Linked DNA regions of Sus scrofa: regions 1 and 3 are each linked to region 2. The links are chromatin contacts, called in public Hi-C and HiChIP or PLAC-seq maps. All regions are on one chromosome and are shown on one strand. The core of a region is the stretch at or near the end of the contact, and the rest is flanking DNA. Distances in the headings are between cores, read along the strand shown.

Region 1 (3,850 bases), core at 1,032-3,531, 100 kb before region 2:
GCGGTGTCCAGGACTGCAGATGGGGAGAGGGGGCCTCCATGGGGACCAGGCTCCCGCCAGCCACCCCCACAAGCCCGCAGCCCGGCCACCCTCCCACTCCATCTCCCCTGCCACCCTCACTGTCCAGCCGGGCCGGGACGCCATCCACGGTGCAGATCTTGGTGTAGGAGTCTTCAATAGTGGGATCGTAGTCAGACACGAAGTAGGACTGGAGTGGGGGGGGTGGAGAGGACGCTTTACTACAGGGTCCCAGCAGGGATGATGGAGGCCTGCCTCCCTTATCCCCTGTGCTCCCCAGGCCCCTCTCTCCAAGGGGCTCCCGGCCCCATCCCTCTTTTTGATATAAAGTTGCATTTCCCGAGTCGGGATGATGCCCTGGCTATGCGGCATTGAACACATCACTCCCCCTCTAAATCACTGCCCCTCTCCTGACCCCGATTTTCTCCCTGGGGAAATGAAGATCAAAAGAGTGCTACCCTCAACCCAGTGTGTGAGATTCAGGGAAAATCCTCGTTAAGCATTTCATATCGTCTGCGCATAGTAGGCGCTCAGTCACTGGGACCTTTTGCCATCCAGCATATCTGCATGTGTTCTTCCCCCTTTCTTCCCTCTTTTTTTCTTCCTCCTCCTCCTCCTCCCTCTCCCCCTCCCCCTGGGCAGCTTCCAGTGTCTCCTCCCAGGGGAAGATCCCGGTTCCAATCCGGCTGCTGAGACGCTGCCCCGCCCGCAGGCGGGGCCCCTCCCTTCCTGCCTGGGTCCCGGCCGCCTCCATCCAGGCCCTGGGCCAGCTTTGGGTCTGCCCCTGGGTGCAAGGGGCCCAGGGCTTGGGGCCTTTCTCTACCCAGACAGGAGCTCCCATGCACGCGCTGTCTGGGGTCTCTTCAGGGGTCTGGGGCCCAGGGACCTCAGGGGTGGCATCCCTGGAGCAGACACCTTTCTAGGGTTTCTCCCAGGTGGGAGAGTTTCCCCTGGGGAAAGGGGTGGAAGTTTCCTGGGCAAGGGTGGATTTTCAGAAGAGAAGGGGTGATCTGGCAGCTGCTGGGGGTCCGAAGGCTGCATCCTGCCTGTCGTGGAGGGTGCTTGGTAAGGGGCAGTGCAGGGGCCTGGCCCTGGGGGGTTTAGGGGTGTGTCTGCAGAGTAAACCGGGAGAAGCTCAGGTGGGCGAACTGGGGGCTGGAGAGCATGGGGGAGGGTTGTCATAGAATATAAGTACATGTCTAGAGAGTCGTAGAGACCTGGAGATACATTTAAGAGGTCAGAGAAACTCCAAAGGAGCAGGTCTTTCTGGAGGTGTCAAGACTCTGGGGGCTTCTTCCATGGAAATGATCTGGGGGCTAACCAGAATTTCTGAGAGGGGCTCAGGAGATCAGAGTGGAGGAAAACTCACGACGGAGGAGTGGATGGTTTTCCTTGAGGAAGGGTAGGGGTCTGGATCTGGTGGGATGGGGGATCCCCAGAACTTGGAGTCTTAGTGGGAATGGCCAAGGGGCAGGATCTTTTTGCAGTCTCTTGGGTCTGAGGGGGTCTCCCTGAGGACAGGGGTGGGATGGAGTCCTAGATGGATCTCAGGGGCCAAGTCTGGGCATAATTTCTACTTTCTGGTGGAGGTCTCTGAAGGGGCTAAACAGCCAGGTTGGGGTAATGTCAAGGGCATTCTCCCAGTTACTGAGCGGCTCAGAGGGGAAGCTGAGGTCAGGGATTTGGGAGAGGTAGGGCTCAGGGTGCGAGGAGGTGGCCCCGAGCGGGGTGGGGGCCCATGAGAATGCTTAGGGTCTAAATGGGTTGACTCTTCTGGATTTAGGGTGCTCCCAGGAGGCATCCAGGGTCAGGTCAGCAGAGGAGCGGGGCTTTGGATACTTGGGGTAGGGGTGGTGGGTCTCAGGATACAAGGACAGGAGGAAGGTCCCTCATGTAGGGGGTGGAGGCCCTGAGGGGCTCAGGGTCACATCTGAGGGGACATTTTTAAGATTAGAAAGCCTCATAAGAGGGTCTCAGTGATGGATGGAGGGGAAGCCGGAGTCTTGGGGATCCCGCCAAGGGCTCAGGTCTGGGTGGGTCCCGGGGGCACCCCCCGGGGTGAAGGTCCACTACCTGGATGAACTGGATGGTCAGCGCGCTCTTGCCCACGCCGCCGCCGCCCACGACCACCAGCTTGTGTGTCTCGCTGGGTGGGGGGTCCCCGGGTCCCGGCCCCCCGCCCCGGGGCCGCCCCCGCCCTGTCCCGGACGCCGCCCCGCTGCTCATGTCGCTGCCGCTGCCGCCGCTACCGCCTGGGGCGGGGGGGGGGACCGGGCGGGGCCTAGGGGCGGACCACGTTAATAAGGGTACTGCATAAACATGAGCTCCAGCAAGAAGGGCTCCTTACTTGGGACACTTAGAGGCAGGCAAGACCTGGGAAAAGGAGGAGCTATGCTAATACGGATAGGAGTACGGCTGTCGCTGAGAAGGGGAATTCCGAATGGGGCGGGAACATGCTAATGAGAGAACTGTGCTCACCCCGAGCAGCGCCACGCGCTCTCGGCTGGCGGGCCGGGGGGGCGGAGCCATGCTAATAAGAGTTCTTATTCTCTTCGTAGACGGGTCCGGAAAATCGTTCGGGGTGGGACTATGTAAATGAGAAACCCTGTGTTGCAGCTAGCTTCTCAGGGTACCGTCCCCGAGGCCTTGTTCTAGTAGGCGGGGCTTGAGTCTTGCGCACGCGGCCGTATATAGGCGCGCTCTGAGGAAGGAGCGAGTCCTGAGGGGAAATTAACCTCTGTCCTGGGACCCAAGCCAAGCTCCCGACTCTGGCATCTGGGTTGGGTGATGGAGGCTCCGCCCGCTACGGGACCCAGGCTTCCGGTTCCCGCTGTCCCAGCCTAGCGGAAGACAGACTGGGAGGGGAGATGGGGCCCTGGAGGGGGGCCAGCGGGTAACCGGGAAGGGAGGGGCCGTGAGATCACTGCATTCCTAATTCATGAGCCAGCTCGCCCAAGCGGGGACGCCTGGGTTATGAAGGGTCTAGGGTCAGGATTTCCGAGTCTTGAAGGAGGAGAAAGCCCAGGACCCAGACCCCTGGGTCGCAAGGAGAGATTGTGACTGGAGGTTTGGACTCCTGGGTCCTGGAAGGAGGAGTTCTGGAGGTCCTTGCTTCTAGATTGCTGAGGGCCCGGACTCATCGGTCCGAGGGCTGAAGGAGCGGGGGGACCCAATATTCTGGATCCGAGGGAATTGGAATGGGGTACCCGAACCCCTGTGTTCGCGTAAGGCGTTTGAGACCAGGAATGGTCTGAGGGAGGCATGAAGGCCCGACTCCTGGATCTAAGAGGAAGGAGGGCTCGGACTTCTGAGGGAAATGTGAGTCCGGACCCCTCGGCTCTGAGAGGAATCGGATTTGGATTTTTCTGTTGTAAATGAGGAGGAAGCTGTAGGGCCGGGCTTCTTGGTTCTAAATTTAGAGAGAACTTGGGCATCAGGATTCTGGGATCCCCAGAATGTGGGCGGGGCAACTTCCAGCCAGTCCTGCTTCCCCCCCCCCCACGGCTCACTCCGCGGAACTACAACTCCCTTGCACCTGTCAGGCTGAGCGCTCTTTACGGCACTTCCTTTTCCGCTGCTCTTTCCGCGCGCGTGCAGGGCACTATGGGGCTTAATCGCGCGCTACCGCAACCCCGCCCACTTCACCCCTCATCCCCTCGCAGTCCCCGCGCGGCGGAGGCGACGCGCGGACTACGTCTCCCGGCGTACGTCGCGCGCACCCGGCCCATCTGCCCCGTTGACTGCTGGGAAACTGAGTCCGAAGCCTTCCCACCAGCCTTCACGGCACGGTGCTCGGTACTTGAAGTCCCGGCAAGCTCGGCGGCGTTTTAGC
Region 2 (4,120 bases), core at 1,042-3,541:
TAGCCTGGGGACCCCCATATGCCTCGGGTGCGGCCCTAGAAAAGACAACAAAATAAAAAAGTAAATAAAACAAACAAACAAAAAACCCAAGGAAGCCTTGCCTCAACCTCATCTGGACACTCACATGAACTTCTACATGGCCTGGTCTTAAAATTTAGCAATAGGTCAGCCCCTGAACCCCAGAATGGTCTTGCTCCAATCCCATCTTATAATTTTCTGCCATCCAATAATGCCCTGTGGCTGCTGAGTTTGTGACTTGCCGAGTCTCAACTGAGATGTGCTCTATGTAGAAAACACCAGATTCCAAAAACTTAGGAAAATAAGAATGTCAAGTATGTTGACACGATCATATGTGGGTGTATGGATTAAATATTGGGTTAAAAATTTTATGGGTTAGGGAGTTCCCATCGTGGTGCAGCGGAAACGAATCCGACTAGGAACCATGAGGTTGCGGGTTCGATCCCTGGCCCTGCTCAGTGGGTTAAGGATCCTACATTGCCCTGAGCTGTGGTGTAGGTCACAGACGCGATTCAGATCCCGAGTTGCTGTGACTGTGCTGTAGGCTGGCAGCTGTAGCTCCAATTCGATCCCTAGCCTGGGAACCTCCATATGCCGGGGGTGTGGCCCTAAAAAAAACAAAATAAAATAAAATAAAATAAAATAAAAGTTTTAGCTAACTCTGGAGCCCTAGAGGAGGTTGGGAGAGACTGAGTTCCCCCCTCTACCCGTGATTGGAAGAATGAGGACTTCCTTCTCCCACAACAAAACCTAGAATTAATGCTCTCTGGCTCCTGGAGGGTCTGAGTGAAGGGCTGGAGGTAGTGGTGAGAGGTTGGTGGAGAATTAAGGATGTGAAGAGGGTGGCTTTGTCTTCTTCCTTAGGAACAGAATTTTCCTGTTCTTTGGACTCTAGTTCCTTTTTTTTTTTTTTTTTTTGTTTTTTTGTTTTTTTGTCTTTTCTAGGGCCGCTTCCCACGGCATATGGAGGTTCCCAGGCTAGGGGTCTAATCAGAGCTGTAGCCACCGGCCTACGCCACAGCCACAGCCATGCAGGATCCGAGCTGCGTCTGCCATCTACACCACAGGTCACGGCAACGCCAGATCCTTAACCCACTGAGCAAGGCCAGGGATCGAACCCGCAACCTCATGGTTCCTCTTCTTCAGACTCTGGATGTCTCTCTTACCATTCCTCAAAAAGCAGACCAGTTCCAACCCCATTATTTAAAGGTGTTATCCTCAGGTAGAAACTTCTTCCTCCCTCATAATGAAAGGACTCCTCCAGTCCCTTGTGATGCATCTTCCCTAAAAAGAAATTTTCCCAACTCCTAGTCCAAGAATTTGTTGTTGCTTTTTTTCTCTCTTGGTCTTTTTAGGGCCACACCCTCGGCTTATGGAAGTTCCCAGGTTAGGAGTCAAATCAGAGCTGTAGCTGCCGGCCTGTGCCACAGCCACTGCCACACCAGATCTGAGCCATGTCTGTGACCTACACCACAGCTCATGGCAACACTGGATCCTTAACCCACTGAATGGGACCAGGGCTGGACCCCACATCCTCATGGATACTAATCAGTTTCATTACCGCTGAGCTGCAATGGGAACTCCTTGTTGCTGTTTTTAATGTTCTTTAAAGGCAGACAGCACCCCCGCCACACGCACCCCACACGCCCATATTAGGAATGGACTGTCCTTGCTCACTGAAACATCTGAGCAATATTTGTCCTCCTAGAATCCAGAATAGACTTTCCCAAGCCCCATTCCTGGAAACCCGAATGGCCAGATCCACCGAACCTGGAAGGTGGGCTCTTCTCGCTCTCCCCATCCCCCCAGGATTCAGAGTGGATGTTCCCAGCATGCAGGACTCTCTCCCAAGGCTCATTCCAAGAATACTCGAGTTCTGAGGTTGGAAGAGGCTGGCAGGGCTGAGTTCCTCGAGGTGACAGAATGGACTCTTCCAGTTCCCTTTGCCCCAAATTTCTCAATAGCCCAGGGTGTTAGAGTTCCGGGAGGCTTTGCCTTCCCAAAAGCCTGTCAACCAAAGAAAGTCTCCGGGGCGCCAAGGGGTGGTGGTTGGGCCAAACATAGCAGATCCCCCCATTCCTTTTAGCAACGTTCGTCAGTCCCCTTCTGGTTGAGGAGCTCCAAGTTTGGTGGAGAGACTCACAGTTTTGATTTGGTGTGTTTACTGGTGGTGTGGTTGCAAAGAAAAGAAAAAAGGCATTGCATAATTGGAAAACAGTTAAATGTCAGAGTTCCCACTGTGGCTCAGCAGGTTACGAACACAACTATTGGAGTTCCCATCGTGGCGCAGCGGAAACGAATCCGATTAGGAACCATAAGGTTGCAGGTTCGATTCCTGGCTTTGCTCAGGGGGTTAAGGATCCGGTGTTGCCGTGAGCTGTGGTGTAGGCTGCAGATGCGTTCAGCTCTGACATTGCTGCGGCTGTGGTGTAGGCTGGCAGCTGTAGCTCTGATTCGACCCCTAGCCTGGGAACCTCCATATGCTGCCAGTGCGGCTCTAAACACACACACACACACACACACACACAACACAACTAGTATCCGTGAGGATGCAGGTTCCATCCCTGGCCTCGCTCAGTGGGTTAAGGATCTGGCATTGCTGGGAACTGTGGTGTAGGTCACAGAGGGCCCCTGGATCCTCCATCACTGTGGTGTAGGCTGGCAGCTCCAGCTCTGAATCCACCCCTAGCCTAGGAACTTCCCTATGCCACAAGTGCGGCCCTAAAAAGCAAAACAAGTGGTTAAATGCCAAAATATACTTTAAACCCAGGCTCTGCCGTTTCTGAGCTGTGTGACCTTGGGCAAGTCATTCAACCTCTCTGGACCTCAGTTTTAACCTCTGCTTAATGCGACTAGACTTGAATTAGTGTTTCCTCCGCTCTGAGACACTCGGTCTCCGGACAAATTAGGTCCCAACATCTTGGCCGCTAGACAAGGGGTAAGGAACGTCTTCCGGGAAGATTTAAGGAGTAATGCGTGGTGAAGAGTAGGGAGAAAGAGGATCAGAACGACGCTTGCGCAGTAAACACCTCACGCTCTCCTGCCCCTCCCAACCCCTTCTCTGCAGCAGGGAATTGCAGGCGCTGCTCCACCTATCCCAGCCCAGCTGAGCGACAACCCCCGTTCTCCTTCGTTCTCTACGGATCGTGGCTCTCCTCCCGCCCCCATAACAGCCCAATCGGGGGGGGAGTAGGACAGGTCGGGCAAATCCCCAACGCCTGCGGGGGCGATCTGCCCATCTATTGGCCTCAGTCACCACAAGTCCCGCCTCCTCAAGCCCGCTCCCCCCGCCCTCCCTCACGTCAATCCCTCCCTTCTAGGAGAGCGACCGGATCCAATCAGTATTGGCCCCGGCCGCGCGGAGGGGGCGGTCCAACTGTACGTAACCTAACTCCGCCCGTCTCTCGAGCAACGCCCCGACCCCGCTCTCCCGAACGGAAATACGGGGGTGCTGGACCAATCGTAACGGCGTACCTTTGTCCTGCCACCAATGAGAGAGGGAGTGGGGATGAACCCGCGCCTGAACGGCAGTAATTCGAGCCAATGGGCAGCTGAGAGCTCAGGATGGCGGCTGGGAGGGGAGGGACCGGGGGCGGAGACGCGGCCTGCCTGCCCGCCCGCCCGCCCGCCAGCCCGCCCTCCCCCTTGGCCGGCTAGGCTCCTCGGCGCTGCTTGGGGTCCTTTCCTTCAGGTCCCCGCCTGCCAGCCCCCGCTGCGCTGTGCCCTGCCCGGCCAGGCCTGGAGCCGACACCACCGCCATCATGCCGGCCGTGTCCAAGGGCGATGGGATGCGGGGGCTCGCGGTGTTCATCTCCGACATCCGGAACTGTGAGAGCGCGGCCGGGGGACCCTGGGCGGGGGAAGCGTGGAATTGAGGGGCTCGGGGGTTACAGAAGGGCCTAGGGGATAGAAGTCCATTGGGGTCGTAGAGTGAGAGGATAGAGAGGCCGCGGGGGGAACTTTAGGGTGGGGGTAATGGAGGGTCTTAGAGTGTCTTACTGTGCCTCTTCAGGTGACGACACGGAGTGGCTAGAGGCGTCCGGGAGGGTCTTAATGAAAAGGACGCTAGTAAAGTCCCGGAGATGGGGCGTAGAGGCGTCCC
Region 3 (4,369 bases), core at 9-2,508, 66 kb before region 2:
TCAGTTTACCCAGGAAAAGGGAAAACATAGATCCAGAGAAAGCCTTGGTCATGATGGTTCACAGCCACTCTATTCCTAACAGCCCTATCCTGGAAACCACCCACATACCCACATACCCATCAAGAGGAAAATGTAACCCATGGATTCAATGGACTACTCCTCAGCCATGAAAAGGACTGGACAACTGCTAGGTGTGACATGAATGATTCTCAACAGCATTATGCTCAGTAAAAGAAGACAAACACTTGTGTACATACTGTAATTACATTTTTACAAAAATGTTTTTATCATTTTTACGAAATTTTAGACATGGAAAAGATGCGTGACGGTGACAACACAGAAAGTGATGGTTTCTGGGGTTGGGTGGGGAGATGTTGAATAGAAAAGGTCATGAAAGAACTTTCTGGGGTGATGCATATATTCTGCCAGTGGCACTCATCTTCATTCAGTACGTAATTTTCCTGCAGGTTTAGGAAGGCTCCCTGGAGGAGGTGGCAGCTAAAGGGCGCCCTGACTGACAAAGGAGTTGGACAGAAAAAGGGGGCGTGTGTTACCTGCAGGGGTGGACTTGGCAAAAAGCAAAGTGGCTTGAGTGGGGTCACTGGGTTTAAAAAACATGGAACAATTAAGTAGCGGGCCAGGGGTTAAATACCTTGACGCCCGAGCCCCATTCCTGATTTGTTTCGGGACCCCAGACATGAACTCCCTCTCTTTGGGCCTCTCGTTGGGTCAGTTTTCCTTCAGGAAAATGGGCACAAGCTCCTTCGTTCCTCCTGAGTGCCCGCCCCTCCGGCTGGGAGAAGCCATCAAAAGGGCGATGACTGACAGTTCTATTGAGCCAATCGCTGGAGCCTAAAGCCCTGCCTTCCTTTTTCGTGGGCCAATCGTCACGTTCTCCTTGAGGCCGGCCAAAAGCTTCGTGACGTCACAACAGCTGATAAACCAATAGCAGCCATCAAGAGGCGGGTCATTTTTGTGATAGACTGCTCTGTTTCAAGATGTCCGCTTGGCGCGGGGTCCGCCGGGAAGCTTGAAGGCGGTGCTGAGGGGAAAGGGGCGGGAACTCCCTGTTGACTTTGCCCAATCACCTGTCGCACTTCTTGCGATAGACAGGCAGTCCCTCCCATCCCGGTCGACCTAAAGGGGCGGGGTTCTGGACGCCAGACTGGGCGGTCTCCTCAATTTTGATGGGCGTCTTTTTAGCCCAATTGCAAAGCGGTATTCCCAGACGGGTCACCTCCGTTACCAATGAGATCTCCTGGCGGGGTCGCGGTGGGCGGGCCGTGGACCCTCCGGTATAAGGCGGTCCCGGGGGAGTGCGGAGAAGGGGGGGGTCTCGGCGGCCGGAGGAGGAGTAGGTGCGGGTGAAGATGGCGGCAGCCGAGGCCGCGAACTGCATCATGGAGGTGAGCGCCTGGAGCGCCGTCGGGGGCGGGGGGCAGTTTGAGGGTCAGCGTTTTATGCCTCCGTCGTGGGGAAGGGGCTCTGAGTCGCCGGATTGGGGTTGAAATCCTTTAGTCGTACGGAGGGGGCGCCGCATGCTCCGGATCCGGGATGCCGTTTGAGGTGCGGGTTCCCTAGCTTTCGAGCGCCTGTGGCACCCCCTAGAATCGAGGGTCTCGTGCCCCCTCCCACGATGAGAAGGGCTGGGGGCGCTTCCGGCCTGGTCCCCACGTGGCCGCAGCGCGGTGGGTGGGGAGGGGGTGTGCCGTGCCCGCCGGCCGGGCGGCCTCCACGTGCGGGACAAAGGCCCCGCCCCCGGTCGGGGGAGGGGCGCCCTGAGGGGGGGCGGGGAGGAGGCTCCGACCCTCCCTCTGAGGCCCCCTGCCCTCCTCCCCGGGGATCGTGACAAGCATCTCGGGGTGGGACTGACTTAGGGGCTCCGCCAAGTAAAGAGTCTCTTGGGAGGGCCGATGTATCTTGACCCTGAACAAACCCTTTGTGGGAGCGGGGCATCTGCTTAGGCATCGGTCCAGGTTTCGTGCATTCTTGAATTGGGATTGGAGGAAGACGAATTGGTTCCCTCTGGGCCCCCCTCCCACCCCAGTTTCCTGTCGATGGATTCTCCCCCGCCCGGGGCTTGGGGAGCTGGCGGGGGGGGGTGGAGCATGCCCCTGTGACCTCCCTCTGGTTGGGGGGGGGCATCTAGCAGAAGGAGGTCCTTCCCGAAAAGGCGTCGTGCACCCCCTTGTGGCCATTTCTGCTGTGTGGGAGGGACCTCTTTTTCATGGGGCGTGTCCCAAAGCCCACCTCCCCGCTGGAGCCTTCCAGGCGAGGGGAGAGAGAGTCTGTCTTGGGAAGGGGATCTGAGGGACTAGAGGCCGCGAACGTTGCTCCGTTTCTCTCCCCAGGGCATTTGTGAGGGTGGGAGTGAAACCTCCCCCTTCCTGAAGCCCTGTGTGAGGGTCCGGAGCGTGGATGCCTTAAACGGTGTTCCGTGAGGTTTGGTTCTCGTGCAGGCGTGTGAGGCTGGTTCCGGTGCTGAGTTTCAGGCCCTCCGGGGGCCTGCCTGGCGGAGGTGTCGGTGCTGAGAAGTAGGACCCAGCGGGAAATCCCCGCACAGGCCGCCCTCCTTTTTCCGCGTGTTCACGGGTTTGGGAGAATGGAGGTGGGGCTTGGAGCCCAGGGGGCTTCTGTCTGTGGTTTCACGCTTCTCGGAGCCTGACGGGTGGGTACATCTGGAAGAGATGCGATCCGGCGGGGCCTCTGTACTCTGGCCCGGTACCTTGTAGCCCTCTCTGGAATGGAGGGGAGCTCCCAGGGGTCACTCCAATGACTCCTGCCCCCCTCGGCTCTCTCCTGGGCCAGGGCCCGTGTGGGTGGAGGAAAGCGCTTCCCCAGAGGTTGCCCCAGGACTTGGCCCCGCACCTGGGGAGTTTCAGGGCCTGCCGCGGCGGTTGTTTGAATGTGGGCAGATGGGCTGAGGGTCCTGGGTCTGGCCTCCCCCGGCAGAGGGTAATAATCAGGGCGACTGGCTCTAACTGGCTTTGTTTGGGACTTGGCTGAGTCCAAGGCAGCAGCCAGGGGCCGGGCTGCCAGCTCTCGAGGGGGTGCCTTGTGCCACACCTCCTTTCTGGAATCCTCTCAGACAAGAGACTGGTTTGCAGTGGTGGCAGATGCCCAGTGGGTACACCCTGCCAGCCCCCCTCCCCCAGCTACTTAGGGCACCCAGGATGCGGGTGTGTGTCAGGAAGTGTCACCTAATCTGGGGGGATTAGATGATGAGGGGGAGTGACAGCTGGCAGTGCCTGTGTGCCCAGTGGGTGCCAGTTCCTCTGGCCTGGATGGGGGAGGTGCGCACGGTCAGGTGCCTTGCCCGACCGAGAGGGGCTGCGTGGGGGCAGGCCACCATCTCTCCAGCCTCAGCAGGGACAGAACCCCCTCCTCTCTTCCTCTGTCTCTCCCACCCCTTTCAAGAACAGTGTTCCCTCTTTGCTCACTCCCTCTCCCACACTCCCCACAAAGCAAAGCCAAATTGTAGGAAACACCCCCTTCTCCAAGAGCCCGGGTCCCCTGGCCTGGCCCTCCCCTAGTCTCTCCCAGTAGCTAATCCTTTCTCCCTGTTACTCTCTCCTAGAATTTTGTAGCCACCTTGGCTAATGGGATGAGCCTCCAGCCGCCTCTTGAAGAAGTAAATATCCTTTCGTGAGCCCCTTCCCCACATAAACATACCTCATCACACATCAGGCCCTTCCTACTGGCCCAACTCTGAGCCCTCTTGCTTCAAACCAGTTTACCCTGTGCCCCCGAAACACTTAGCCCAAACTCCCTCCAGGTTTGTGGCCCCCATCTGGCCTCCCCCGAACACTGCGGCTACTTCCTTAACTCCATTTCCAGCCCTCCTCTGTCCTTACCGGTGTCTGCCCGGGTTCTGCCTTCCCTCCCCTCCCCTGCTGTGGGCTGAGCTAGAGACGGGGGCAGAGAGACTGGAGAGATGGTAGGCCTGGCTGAGGTATTGGGGGACTCTACTGGATGGTGCTCTGGGGGGTCCTGGAAAGGCAAAAGGGCTTGTTCGGTTTGGGGGTTCCTGGGAGAGGCACGGTGGCGAGCGGGGTCTGTAGGCTTGCCGTGGGACCGTCTGGGGGTGGTTCTCTCCTCCAGGGAGAAGTAGGGACCTGGAGGTTCGAGTCTGTGGGGAGCCCTCAGATTTGACCTCTGCTCCCATCCGTCCCCTGCCAGGTGTCCTGTGGCCAGGCAGAAAGCAGCGAGAAGCCCAACGCCGAGGACATGACGTCCAAAGATTACTACTTTGATTCCTACGCTCACTTCGGCATCCACGAGGTGAGTCCAGACTGACTGACCGCTCCTAGGGCCCCTGAATCTTCACGGGGTTCGTGTTTGGTGGGGGGGGGGGGACTTAATTTCTAAG

The links. Hi-C and Micro-C count contacts between places; a contact is called where the count stands out from the background. HiChIP or PLAC-seq counts read pairs in DNA pulled down with a chosen protein or histone mark.
Region 1: a contact with region 2 is called in a Hi-C map of liver, with 3 times the contacts expected there. The contact joins the promoter of RRAS here to the promoter of TSKS in region 2. A contact is called at or near these places in 2 of 47 Hi-C or Micro-C datasets (liver and skeletal muscle) and 1 of 2 datasets of contacts at active chromatin or transcription factors (alveolar macrophages).
Region 3: a contact with region 2 is called in an H3K27ac HiChIP or PLAC-seq map of alveolar macrophages. The contact joins the promoter of PRMT1 here to the promoter of TSKS in region 2. A contact is called at or near these places in 5 of 47 Hi-C or Micro-C datasets (blood, liver and skeletal muscle) and 1 of 2 datasets of contacts at active chromatin or transcription factors (alveolar macrophages).

The regions. Positions count from the first base shown.
Region 1 is chr6:54,682,433-54,686,282 of Sscrofa11.1, forward strand. RRAS (ras-related protein R-Ras) reads right to left here and starts at 2,282. Exons shown (of 6, transcript XM_003355998.3): 1 at 2,092-2,282; 2 at 121-208; 3 at 1-13. The coding sequence starts at 2,244. SCAF1 (splicing factor, arginine/serine-rich 19) reads left to right here and starts at 2,905. Exons shown (of 12, transcript XM_003127346.5): 1 at 2,905-3,336. The coding sequence starts at 3,280.
Region 2 is chr6:54,782,920-54,787,039 of Sscrofa11.1, forward strand. TSKS (testis-specific serine kinase substrate) reads right to left here and starts at 2,292. Exons shown (of 11, transcript XM_021094752.1): 1 at 1,789-2,292. It overlaps AP2A1 (AP-2 complex subunit alpha-1), which reads left to right and starts at 3,618. Exons shown (of 23, transcript XM_021094760.1): 1 at 3,618-3,846. The coding sequence starts at 3,780.
Region 3 is chr6:54,717,587-54,721,955 of Sscrofa11.1, forward strand. PRMT1 (protein arginine N-methyltransferase 1) reads left to right here and starts at 1,259. Exons shown (of 9, transcript XR_002344722.1): 1 at 1,259-1,406; 2 at 4,180-4,281.